Regions from separate parts of the Nothobranchius furzeri genome. Here region 1 is linked to region 2. The links are chromatin contacts, called in public Micro-C maps. All regions are on one chromosome and are shown on one strand. The core of a region is the stretch at or near the end of the contact, and the rest is flanking DNA. Distances in the headings are between cores, read along the strand shown.

The links. A called contact is a pair of places that touch in the nucleus more often than the background predicts.
Region 1: a Micro-C map of tail fin shows a contact between it and region 2, with 9 times the contacts expected there. The contact joins the enhancer-like site here to the promoter of LOC107380209 in region 2. A contact is called at or near these places in 2 of 2 Hi-C or Micro-C datasets (skeletal muscle and tail fin).

Annotation. Positions count from the first base shown.
Region 1 is chr1:74,165,655-74,172,114 of NfurGRZ-RIMD1, forward strand. The region is part of intron 7 of LOC107380209 (LIM and calponin homology domains-containing protein 1); the gene reads left to right. Among protein-coding and RNA genes, the nearest start is that of phox2bb, 40 kb to the right of the region's middle. Within about 2 kb of position 3,412, at least 1 of the 3 cell types and tissues checked has an H3K27ac peak or open chromatin away from gene starts, as enhancers often do. A contact at or near this core is called in tail fin, where this site is marked.
Region 2 is chr1:74,091,073-74,097,547 of NfurGRZ-RIMD1, forward strand. It overlaps LOC107380209 (LIM and calponin homology domains-containing protein 1), which reads left to right and starts at 1,656. Exons shown (of 23, transcript XM_070550158.1): 1 at 1,656-2,282. The coding sequence starts at 2,178.

The DNA.
Region 1 (6,460 bases), core at 2,162-4,661, 76 kb after region 2:
GCCGGATTTAACCCACTTGCGGGCCGGATTCGGCCCGCGGGCCGCATGCTTGACACCCCTGCTCTAAACTCTTCCTATAGCTAGTGAGAGTCTGGATTCTGGTTGAAGGTATTTTGGACCATTCTTCTTTACAAAACATCTATAGTTTATTCAGGTCTTATGACTTATGAGCATGGATAGCTCTCTTTAACTCACACCACAGATTTTCTATACTATTCAGGTCTGGGGACTGAGATGGCCGTTCCAGAACGTTCTACTTTCTGGTTGTGCAGCACCAGGCTAAAGACCAAAGGTGACAGATCATTTGCTGCTGTGGCCCCAGACTCTGGAGCTCTCTCCCCCGAGCCTGAGATCAGTGGACTCAGTGGTCTCCTTTAAAAAGCAGCTGAAACTCACCTGTTCTTTAGAGTGACTTTCATCACCTCCCTCTACTTATTCTGTTCTTATTCCACCTTTCCCGGGATCCATTGGTTTCCCTCTTTCCAATTCATTTTCTCTCTCCCTTTCCTTACATATTTTTGTTGTTGTTTTTTTTTTATTTTAAACATATTTGTAATAATTGTTTAAATCTTTTTATACTTAATAATTTTTTTTGTTTCTTTTTGTTTTTGTGAAGAGCATCGTGAGTATTATTTTGAGAGGCACTATATAATAAGACTGCTTCTTCTTCTTCTCCTACTTGATCCTCTGCATGAAGGCCTTAGTAGATGTTGAGCTGATGTTGAGCACTTTTTTTAGCTAATTGGGCAGCAGTAGCTCAGGAGGTAGAGCGGGTTGTCCAGTAATCGGAAAGTTGCAGGTTCGATCCTGGCTCCGACCAGAGAATTCTGCTGTTGTGTCCATGGGCAAGACACTTAACCCACCTTGCCTGCTGGTGATGGTCGGAGGGATAGGTGTCGTCTGTGCTCGGCAGCCTCGCCTCTGTCAGTGCACCCCAGGGCAGCAGTAGCTACATTGTAGCTCAATGTGTGTGTGAATGGGTGAATGACTGATTGTGCTGTGAAGCACCTTGGGGGGTTGTAGAACCCTAAGACGGCGCTATACAAATACAGGTCATTTACCATCATGAGAGAGTTGTTTTGAGACCCCCACAATAATTAGTTCTAAAGGTTTGGGAATCAATAAAATTACAACAGTGCCCATATTTGTGCACCTGTCTAATTTTTGTTTAAACAATTATTGCACACTTTCTGTAAATTCTATAAACGTACTTTCACTTCTCAAACATCACTGCGTGTGTCTCCTATATGATATTTTTACCTGAAAATCTTTAGTGTAACAACCAACGATTTATACAAGAAAATCATGAAGATTAACAAGGCTGCTCAAACTTTCGCATCCCACTGTATGTACGTAGAATTTAAGCTATCAGCCCTCAGATCACTCCCTCGAGTACAAACAAATGAAGAGTTGAGCTGAGATGTTCGAGTCGCAAGAGATTTTGACTACACCCGCAACAAGAGCATCTATTTATTAAAATCCATACGAACGTGGCAGGTTTTCCTCCTGTGACCTTCAGACAAAGCCCGTTCTTCATTCTGCTCTGAAAATCTACTTCACCACGACAATAATTAGTGAACAGAGGGAGGATTTTAATTCAATCTCAGAGAGAAATTCAATACTGGCTGCACTCTTGTTTGGGCCAGGTTTGTAGATGGATAAAGATTTGATAAATGAAGGGAGCTTTTTGATTTTGGTTTTTCCAGTTTTACAGGGAGACACTCACTACAAGTTACATCTGTTTAAAAGAATCTGTAAAGAATGATTTTCAAGAATTTTGCAAAAGCTATTACTTCAGCGCAAGCCGTTTTTCCTGAAATATCGGTTGTTCATCTGATGGTCATGGTGTGGACCCAATTATCCCATACTATTCAATTCAGTTTATTTATATAGCATCAAATCATGACAAGTCTCAAGGCACTTCACATAGTAAACGGGTAAACTAGTAGTAGCACTTTCATTGTCAAAGAAAGTAAAATGTTATTATCCGGAGAGGGAGAAGGTTTAAGTGGTTAGCAGCAGTGTGCTAGACGATGGCCACCACCATGAGGCCACCACAGCTCAGCAGAACACCATTGGAGCTTCTTCTGAGGAGAAAAACACTTAAGAGAAAAAAAAATAAAGGCTAAAATAACAGATCAAAGTTTCTGATGATGTGTTCATAATACCCAGGTCATAATTTAAGTATTTCACAGTGCTCAGGTTCCCTTTATTTCACTCACACAAAAGATTGTGTAGCTGTTAGTTCTGACTAATAAAGGGAAAAGCTGAGTGTTTTACATTTATAGATATGGGAAACAGAGTGATTTAAAGCAGCTCTGGATAGGTTTCCCCTACTGGCTGAAAGCATAACTACAACTGTTGTAAACAACCCTTCTAAAGTTTCTGGCTCAACAATAACTGAAACTAGTCAGAAAGCAATTGCTTAAAATGTTAAAAACTCTTAATTGTTGCATGGTCTGGTTTAAAAAACACTTGCTGAACATTGCAATCATTTCCAACATGTTAGCAGCTTTGAACTAGACTGCACAGCCTTCCGTGGACTCTGTTAGGTGACCTCTGCGTCTCTAAAATCATGGTACAGTAGGGCACTGTCACATTAAAACTAAATATTTCCTCAATCCTCAGCATTGCCATGTGTACAGAGAGAACATCACCCATAAAAACATGTGTTGCTGCTTAAAGACAGATTACGGTGGACGAGGGAACATTCATGTTTCCAATTGATGGGTTAGGAGTCATAACTGAGTTAGAAGTGCAGATGCATCTAAGCCTTTTTTGGATCTCTATCAGTCTGTCCTCACAACCATATGAAACAATTAGTGATGGAAAAGGAGGTTTTTTTGCATGTTAAATGTGAAGTTTGTTTCCACCGGCAGATGTGGCGGCCTGCATGTGTGTCTGATCAAATCCAAGGAAAGATCTTATGGTTTGGATCTCTTTGAAAGTGTGGGTTTATTTCTGGGAAACAGACATTGGGTCATAGGTCATCGGCAGAGTGCATAAGTGCAGGAGTGGAGGACAGTAGCACAGATAGCTGAACATGCTGAAGTAGAATATCTGTGAGACATTGAGTTAAGCCTGGGTGTAGGTATCAGTTTCCTTCTGTTTTTCTGTTTTAAGTGGAGTATTTGCAAAATAATGAAAAAGACTGTGGATCTGATAGGTAAGCCAACAGTACATCCTAACAGAGCCTGACTTCCAATCCGCTGCTCCTTAGAGGATCACATTCGGACATTTTGCAGAGGAATTTACAGCAACAAGAAGGGAAAGGCCTGAAGCAGAGCACTACTGCAAACCCAGGTGTTAACAGTGATATTAAAAAGCCAGCAATGTGTTTACGCGCAGACAGAGTGGCGACTAAAATCTTCCTCACTTGAGGCTAAAATCTAGTTAGCACAAGTTGCACAATACAAATGTAGCAATGATTTATGATACCTGCTTTGTTTCTAAAGCACGACCCATCGGCCAGTCCCCAGCTTTGATTGATGCTCAGCTGCTGGAATGTGGTGCGTTTAATAACACCGTATGACTTCTCTGAAGCCTATAAGATCTAACAGCTGGCAAAGATTCTAGAGTTAGAAACATAAGTCTCAGGTGTCCGCCATGAGGCTCATCATTTCATAACATTTCTTAGAACTGAGTCCTTTTTTAGTTTAAATCTGGCTCCCTGATTTCCTCCCTCTGCTCCTCGTAACAGTGACTCAGCTAACTGTTTTTAAGTGAGAGGGGAAGTGGTGTGTTTTTGTTTTTATTGAGAAACCTATTAACGTTTATGTTTTATCTTATGTGCAGCAAGAAAAATAAAAACATCAACAACAAAAAAAAAAGGTCTACAAAGGAACGCCCCAGAATAAATATCCGGCTGATGGGGAGAACTCCTTATAAATCTAAATATTTGATGTGGTGACAGATTGTTCATTCATTTTATGTAAATGTTTGGTCTTCATAGATTTTGATCATGAAAAGCAGGTTGTGGAGTCTCTGCAGTGATGTAGAATCATTGCCTTGATATTTTCATCAGACACTGATCACTTAGGAAATCTCTATTTGGAATGAATGTATACGTCACTTTTAGTTCTCCACTTACAAATCAGATTTAACGGCTGCTGTGTGATCGTTAAACTCAGTGGGACATTTTTAAAAGTTATCTGCAGCAATCGATTACCTGCTCAGGAAAAAAAAAAGCTTTAAAATGTGTCCTTCTCTCCCTCTGAATGCTTTGTATATTCTTCTCAAAAGGTGAATATTATTAAAGAGCAAGTTCACCAAGCAACTTTTTTTTATTAATTTTTTTTACTTGTTGTTTGTCTTTGAAATATGATCAGTCACTCTGAGTTTCACATGCAGCCTGAAGGTGAAAATAGTCTTCTACCCCATCCCCTGCATTAACCACCAATAGAAAAATAGATAGGGAAACGCTCGGGTCAGTAAAAGCCCCATACGTCGCGCGCTCTGTCACGCAGCACTCCTCCGTAAGAGCGGGGGTGGGGGTGGGGGGGGGGGGGGGGGTTGCACATGTTCTGCACACGTTCTGCTGCTGTTTCTCACCAGTATCAGCTGATGAAGGGCTCTAGTTTTGTTGCGCCATTCATGTCAGTGGACACGGTAGGGTTGGGGAGGGGGGCGGGGCATGACGCTTAGCCTGGCGGGTGGCCAAGCAAAGCCTGGCGGGCCGCCAGGCTTGTAAAGCACTGTGGGAAACCCTGAGCTTGACTCTCCCACATTCCAGTTAGAAGTGACAAAGCTCCTCGGTTGAGAAGTGAAATGTCTTCAAGAAACCAAAGAAGTCCAGTTGCCTTCATTTGGATTAACGATTTTATACAAAAGGAGCAAATTACATTGTGATTGATTTTCATGAAATGCTGCCAAATCCCAACAAGGTTTCTCAGTTTTCTTACAGAGGCCATAGGGCCATTGCTCTCATATTGCCAGAGTTTTGAATATTACAAAATAAAAAAATAAAAAAGATTTTCCCTCAAAATATTTACAGAATGGCCGCAGATATCTTGTATCTGCTTGAACCCTTTACAGGTTAGTTTCTGTGAGATGGAACGTGTAGGAAATATGAACTTTTAGGGTGATTTTGACCTCTGAGCCTATTTGTAAGTAATTAATTTTTTTATATTGCACTCACCACAGAAAGAGAATTGCAAAGTGATTCACAGAGACCAACAACAAAAAAATTAAATCATTCAATTAAAATGCTTTAAAAGAATTACAAAAAATATTATAAAATTTATTAAAATCTGAAACAAAACACCTAGATTCCTCAAGTTTGACTTGATGGCAAGCCACAATGCATGAGCCAATTTGGTCAAAAATCTTAATGAGTAAAGCGGTTGGGAGATTATCAGCAGGGCACGAAGTTGGTTTCATGATTTTTTGAATGAGGCAAAAGTCCTGGAAATTTACAGGAGTAAAGAAGGACCATGATTGGGAAGAGGATGGTTGAATGTGAGAGTAGGAAGTGGATGGGGGTGAAAAACATGCCATGATATTTCTACTTTTATTCTCAAACAATGCTTGAAAGTTGTTAAAGTCAGACCTTGAGAATACAGGCATAAGAGGGGCGTGTTGTGAAACAATCTGGTTTATGGTGTTAAACAATAACTTTAGTTTCAGGAAATCAGCTAAGCAAAGTAGGTGGCCCTGGAATGTGTTGCCATCTCATCCAGATGTTAAAAGTTCTTTAAAATGCACTAAATGGAGACAAAAACAGAAACTCACATTCTGAGTGTAACAAAACGGTCTTGTTTAAAGAAACGGGTTAATTGAACTCAAAATATATGATTTGAATGGCATTCTCACCAATGTGTTTACAAATTTGAAGAATCCTGAACTAAGAAACCAATTCAGTGCGATTCCAACAGAAAATTCACATTTCCTATCAAATTTGTCTCCATTAGTTGCAACCCAGTTAGAAATGGTGCTAAGAGCTAAGCAGATTCTGAAAAAAAGCCTCTTATTCTTGCTCGTGACCTGTCTGCCTACAGAGCTTCTCTGCATTCCTCCTGAAAACTTATCAAATCATGGATTTGGTCAACTGGTCATTCAACGCGATTGACAAGATGTTTTTAATAATGAGAACGGAGCAGGGGGCTCCTACATCTCCAGATGGAACGCACCCAGTGAGGTATATATTGGATTCCAGGAAGGAGTGGACTATTATATTCCTCTCCCAGCTGTCCGCGGAGAACGTCGAAGACGTAAGGAGTTTTGGACTGATAATAACTGGATTTCTTCTGTTTGGAGTGTGAGGATTTCTGGTTTGGAAAATTGTGAATTCAGGGGCGATTAGAGTGCAATCCATATAACCTATAGCTCAAACTGGGGCGTTACTCGAGGTGAATCGCAAGCTAGAGGTTCTAGCTGCAATCTTGGTGTTAGCGTGCAAGATGGATGTGATCTTGGAGAGCGTCACTGCACGGTACGGGCAAGATTAAACCCAAAAATTGGA
Region 2 (6,475 bases), core at 406-2,905:
TGCTTCCAGGCGCTGTAATTCCAACTGTTCCCTTTCTTGTTCCTTTTAGAACAGCTTGGCTTGCTGCAGCGTCCGCAGCCGCTTCTTGCCTCTTTACTGAAGAAGTTTTTGAATGCTCAGAGGTGGCGCTCTTCATGACGGAGGTGATGGATTCTAATTCACTTTTACTTGTGCTCCAAAGAGAGCCAGCTTCTGGCCAAACCTGATCTCTTCCTGCGCTTGTCCTTCCAGGTGACGTAAAGCTTTAGAAAGGATGAAGTTTGAAATCTCCACACACAAATCTACTCTTCTCCGTGTTTCTTGATCTGGAGTTGAGAGTTTACGCAGATCTTCATAAACACGCTGGATATCTGCACAAAGCCCTTTAACCTCCCCCAAGATATCATTAAGGGACCCTCTGATAAAGGCTCTGAGGACTGTTTTGACGAATGTTTAAAGAATTTAACGTGCACTTTCCATTTTTTGTAAATGTAGTTGAATCTTTGTGTAAGAGCTTTAATTTTCTCTTCTTGTAGTGCCTTGCCCTTCTCTGTTAGAGTACATTGGCATGCCCCACGTCTGAGCAGCTGCTCTTCCTCTCACAGTGGCTCTGCACTATCTTCCTCCTCTTCTGCAGGCTCATTTCTTTCTGACATGGCTGAACAATTGTCTAACTAGGAAATGTTGATTTTAAGAATGAAATAAACTTGCTTAGAATTTCAAACATCCAATGTGGAACTCAATTTTTACACTCCACTGAAACACCTTGACCTTTCAAGTATTAAATATGTAACAAATTACATTTTCTTTTGACATTTGGATAACATGCAACATTAAAGCAAGTTTCAGTTCAATATGTACTCAACAAATCACTGGTAACATCAAATGAAATCGGCAATCTTTTCATCAACCAAGTTTCTTGTTGCAAAAGAGTCTTCCACCAAAAGTCTTTATTGTCTTCTTTAATTATGTGTGAATAGGCCACTTATCTGCCAGTCCATGCACTGTTGTCCAAGAGATGAAGATCAGCTGGTCCTTGTTGCTTCACTGGCGTTTGCTGACAACAGGCGAGTTTCACAGCAACAACAACAGCAACAGCAGTTACACAGCTGAGTAAACAAAAATAATTAAATGAGTCGTTGCTTTATGTACAGCTTCATTTTTCCACAAGATGTCAGCAGAGATTCAACAAGTTTAATGAGATTCATGCTTTAGGTTTGGGCCTTGAAAAAGCTGAACTGACCCAATCATCTCCTGTACATCGAAGGTGGAAGAGAGGAAATCCATTGAAAAACGTCTGATTTATTGTTGTGTTCAGACAACAACAACAACAACAATAATAATAATAATAATAATAATAATAATAATAATAATAATAACGTGTATTTATGGGTTTCCTTTTAAAGTAGACTCAGAATTACTTAAATATACTACTACTACTACTACTACTCCTACTACTACTACTACTAATTCTAATAATAATAATAATAATAATAATAATAATGATAATAATACATTTACAATCGTTTTGAACATTAAAGACAAAGCAACCACATACGTTTAACAAATAATCAGAACAATAATGAGTTAGTAATGAACAATTCATTCATTGCGCACGCTAAAGTTACATCAGGGTAAAAGACTGTGTCCTATATAGTGAAAGTGGTTGTAACATCCCCAGCATGCTGCTGCCCTCCTTGGCTGCCTTTGAAACAGCGCTTCTCGGTATATTTTGAAGCAGATCATACTGCAGTGAGGCCCGAACCACGTAAGAACAGCTGGACACTAACCGGAAGTTTGTTACCGCCAAAATAAAAGCACATACTAGTAACGTCTAACAGTTATACATTTACTGACGAGCTCGTGCGACTCATTGCATGAATATACTGTATGTTAACACAACTCTTTCGCTAATCCTAAACAGGAAACCCCACCTACGTCTTTCATTTTGTGTAATCTAACCGGAAGTATGCTTAGTAAGGGTGTCTGACTTGATCCTAGCTTTTGGTCCACACGCTGCCCCAGAAGCGAAGCTGAAGTGCAGCAACTGGTTAGTGGGCTTTTGCCGGTGCTGCTGCTCATATACAGACAGAATATACCCGGTGGCTGTCGAATAATTCCGGTGGAATAACGCGGCTCTTGGCTGCTGCCTGCACATATTTCTGCGTGCTTTCATACTTGTAGGCAGTGTTTCGTCAATGGCAAGTCCGGCTGCAGACATAGGACATTCTCATCAGCAGCATCACCCTGTGACCGAATCAGCCGCCGAGCCTGCGTTTCAGGAGGCGCAGAAGTGGATAGAGGTGAGTCACTGCCCTGCAAACAACACGCATGTCGGATGGCCTCCGTATGATAGTCGCAGGTGATTCTGGGTTTCATCTGTGGTTGTGGTTATTGGCTTGCAGCGATGATCTCTTTTAAAGAAACCAAGTTGTTTTATTGCTTCGTCACCTGTTGAAATTGCGACAAGAACAGGCCCTTGTAAAATGTTTTCCATCATTACTACGAGTTAAATTCATTAATTCATTGTCAACTGATTGTTTCCGCTCACACTCAAAACTTAGACTGATTAGCCTGACTGCAGGAATCCTGTGTGTTACTCACCTTCTAGCCAAACCTAATTTAGCAATAAGGTGTCATTTGCTTCTGACGAGGGCCTGCTCTGGGCTGTACTGCGGCTGGTAATGGACCTGGTGCATGTTTGGCTGAAAACAACGAATGCATCATGTGGAATGGAGTTTTGCCTCATCGCAAGCTGGGTGAACAGTTTTCACACAAACGAAGTTTTGTTCTTGGAGAATTTCCACCACGACACTTGCCAGCCCCCATATACATTTCAGTCTGTCATCCTGCAGTGAGCTGTCCTCTGGGCAACTTTAAAAGCATTGGTGACAGACAGATAATCTGCATTGACAGATTTACAGGTTTACATAAAGGCTTAAAAATATGTTTCTGCTGCATAAGGAGTTTATTTTGGTGAAGTTTGAACTGAGGAGGTGTTAATAAAGTAAAGAGACTGTATGTAAACCCTGATTGGATCAAATTATTTGCTAATTTTGACTAATTTCATAGAGGTGTGTATCAGCAAGAATCTGGCTGTACGATATCACAATACAGAGGAGACAGTACGACATACTAGGACACTAAAAGCCAGATGAAATTTGCAAGTTTTAAGACTGAATTTTATTGAAAAGCAAGTTCAGTGTTATCCTGAGATCTCTAGTTCCATCACAGTAAAGGCGTTAAAAGCTGCTGCCACCTGGGAGTCTGAGTAGGGTCTGGGAACTCTCCTATTCAAAAAAACCTACCCCCTGAGTATTCTAACTGAGCCAATAAGCACTGAGTAGCGTACATCACACACCATAACGTCGAGTTTGTCGAATATGGCGTCTGAAGCGGAGTTTGCTGCGGCTCTTTTCTCGGTTCTAAATGACTTGAACATACCTTTAAAACAATAACAAGTAGAAGCGCTAAAAGCCTTTCTTCTAAAGAAATATGTTTGCGCTGTCGTCGGACGCCATTTTTGACTACAGCTAAAAAACTACAGCGTCACAGACTTCACACACAACGACACTCAGTTACTCATAGTCAACGAAGACAGCGGCAGAGTTTGCTGCAGCTCTTTCCTCTGTTCTAAATGACTTGAATGTCTTTAAAACCACAGCAAGTAGAAGCGCTAAAAGCATTTCTTCTAAAAAAATTAATAAAATAAAAGATGTTTGCGCCATTGCCAGATGCCTTTTTTTTACTACAGCTAAAAAAACTACAGCGTTGCGCGCTACAGTTGGCATTACTGTCTTTTTTCTGATTGGTTATTTTTGAGCTGCCTAGTCCCGCCCCTCAAGTTCCTCTCTGCCTGTGAGTCACCAGACTATTTCTCTGTGCAGAATTAAACAGGATGAGTCTGGCAGGCCAGGCTAAGCAAACACACCATTAGCTATGTAAACAAAATCTAAATTATCAAGCTAACATTATCATAAACAGTTTATTTTGCTTCTGGAGCAGATTAAGATGCCTCATACTCAGATCAGTGTTGCTGGTTTCATCATCACCCAATCACCCATCGCATTTAGTGAATTGAAGCCAAACTTTAGAGCGCGTTCGCTTTCTTCTAGTTGGAATTTCGGCGTTCCGACGAGAAAGCGAACGCACCATTAGCTGAACGGAAGCTAACATATCAAGCTAATGTTTTCTTAAACATTTTATTTACCTACTGGAGCAGATTAAGATTATGATGCCTCACGTAGATCGTTGTTGCTGGTTTCATCATCACCCAGTTACCCATCACATTTAGTGAAGTGGACCCAAACTTCAAAATGCTTCCTCTCTGCCATGATGTTTTGTTTACAGCTCACCCACAGTAACTAATGATATTGCGCTCTTGCGCCGGCGCGCAGCACGGGTACCATAAAAAAGCACCGTTTCATATGACGTGAATCAGTACTCAGTCGGTACTATAGAATTCGGTCAGTGCTTTAAAAGGTATCCAATTCGGCACCAATCCCTTCACAAAATATGGTGATATTTCATTGCATCTATAACTTCTTACATCCTTAGTCCACAATAAAGAAAACATTTCCTCTGTCACACTTTGAAAACTGGTTGTCACATCTAATTCAAATGTGATGTTACAGTAGCATCACAATACCTAGTCCAGTGATGCTGGAACATATTGTTAAACATAAAAATTAATAGTCTAGTTGCTGTACAAGCAGCTAATGTAATGCACCACTGCACAATGAAACAACCACTACAGATTAGAAGCTTAGAAGCTGACAATATTACATAGCTTTATCATATAATTTATATTTCTATTTGTATCTGTTTAGGAATCTTGTTTGTAAATTTGCCCATTTTCCTCATCTATTTATGTATTTTATGCTTGAATGCATTTGACATCCAGGACAGCAAAGTAAGAATTTCATTGTGCAGGGAAACATATTTCTTTAATCTGCATAGGACAATAAAGCTTTGACTTCATTTGATTGATTTGAGCTTTTTGTACACACAATTTAAACTTAGTTTTAGTTTAGACTTGCATAGCAGAACAGAAAATGCTGTCATCATCTGCAGTCCAAGATGGAGAGTTTGGAGCCCATCTGCCGCGTGGGAGACATGGTGAAGCAGATGGAGTAAGCCAGCCCACTGGATGGGCCAGGGCTACCTAGTTAATAGTAACTGAACCATTAAACCACAAAATGTAGTTAGCTACTTCATATCGATAGTTTTTTAGGAATGCTGTACTCGGTCAGTGACCGCTTTTTTCTCACGTGGAATAAAGAAAATCTAAAGTTAAATAAATACTAAACTTTACCTCAAATACTACACAAGTAGCTGGCAATAACTCGCCTGTCTTATGCACACTTTGTTTCAGCACATTGACAACCCTGCATATTTCATTAACTTCCTCAAAAAGACAGGTCCTCATATGGTGTCAGATGCCTTTGCAGGCCTATTTAGCAGCTTCAAACTCCTTTGAGGACCATATCACATCTTTAAAAAGCCTCTGCTGACCTAGAATGTGTGTGAGTGTGTGTGAAGAGAGATGGAAGTGAACCAACATGGCTTCTTTGTTGTTCTTCTCTCACCCTTTCCCCTTGGGGACTGACATCATTATCCCCAACACCTGATGACAGCCACTAGCTCCCGAATGAAAACATCAACACAAAGCTCCAGTCAACATCCCAACATGCAGTGTTTCACTGGTGTCATTCAGCTGCTGTGTCACATAGAAAGGCATTGCCTGAGGCGAGAGGCTACAACAACAGTTTCTTCTGTTTGCTATTCATTGTCAGTGAGAAATCACAACATGTCAAGATGCAGTTGAGACTTGTGTGCATTGCACTTCTTCTCAGTCGCTCGCTGGTGTTGGAAAGCAACATCTCTGACTTTTTGAGTCAAAAAGCTGTGCGGTTCGACATGATCGATTTTGGGCTTTTCTTGTCACTCGTTCTGTGTTAGTCTGTTCAGACGGGAAGCCACGCTTGATTACTTCCTAGAGCTATTTTTGAGCTTGTTCATGCCAAGTGTAATTAGGTTGACTTAGTTCTTTCACCACACACATCGGCTTTTACTTACTTTTGGTTTGTTTTAACAGGTGAGAATTATTCCAAGTGTGCTGGTTGTCAGTTAACCACAAATAAACTACTGGGAATTGCCATTGAAAGCCAGATCTATGCCTCTTCATCTAACTGTTCTGGTGGTCTTTCACCAGCTAGATATAAACTGATTTAGATTTATAGGTCAGTGGGTTTTCTTTTTCTGATTGAAGTTGTAGTGGTATCAAAGCCATAAATAAATAGATTTAAAATGAATGATCTGCCTGTATCACATATTGACGACAGGCGTAGATAACTTCTAACACAGGGTATCCGTGGGTCTTGAAAAGTCCTAAAAAGTCTTGAATTTAATTTAGGCAAATTAAAACCCTTAAAAAGTCTTAAATCCATTAGGTGAAGTCTTAAATTCGGTGAGTATTGATGTCTATTTAAATAAG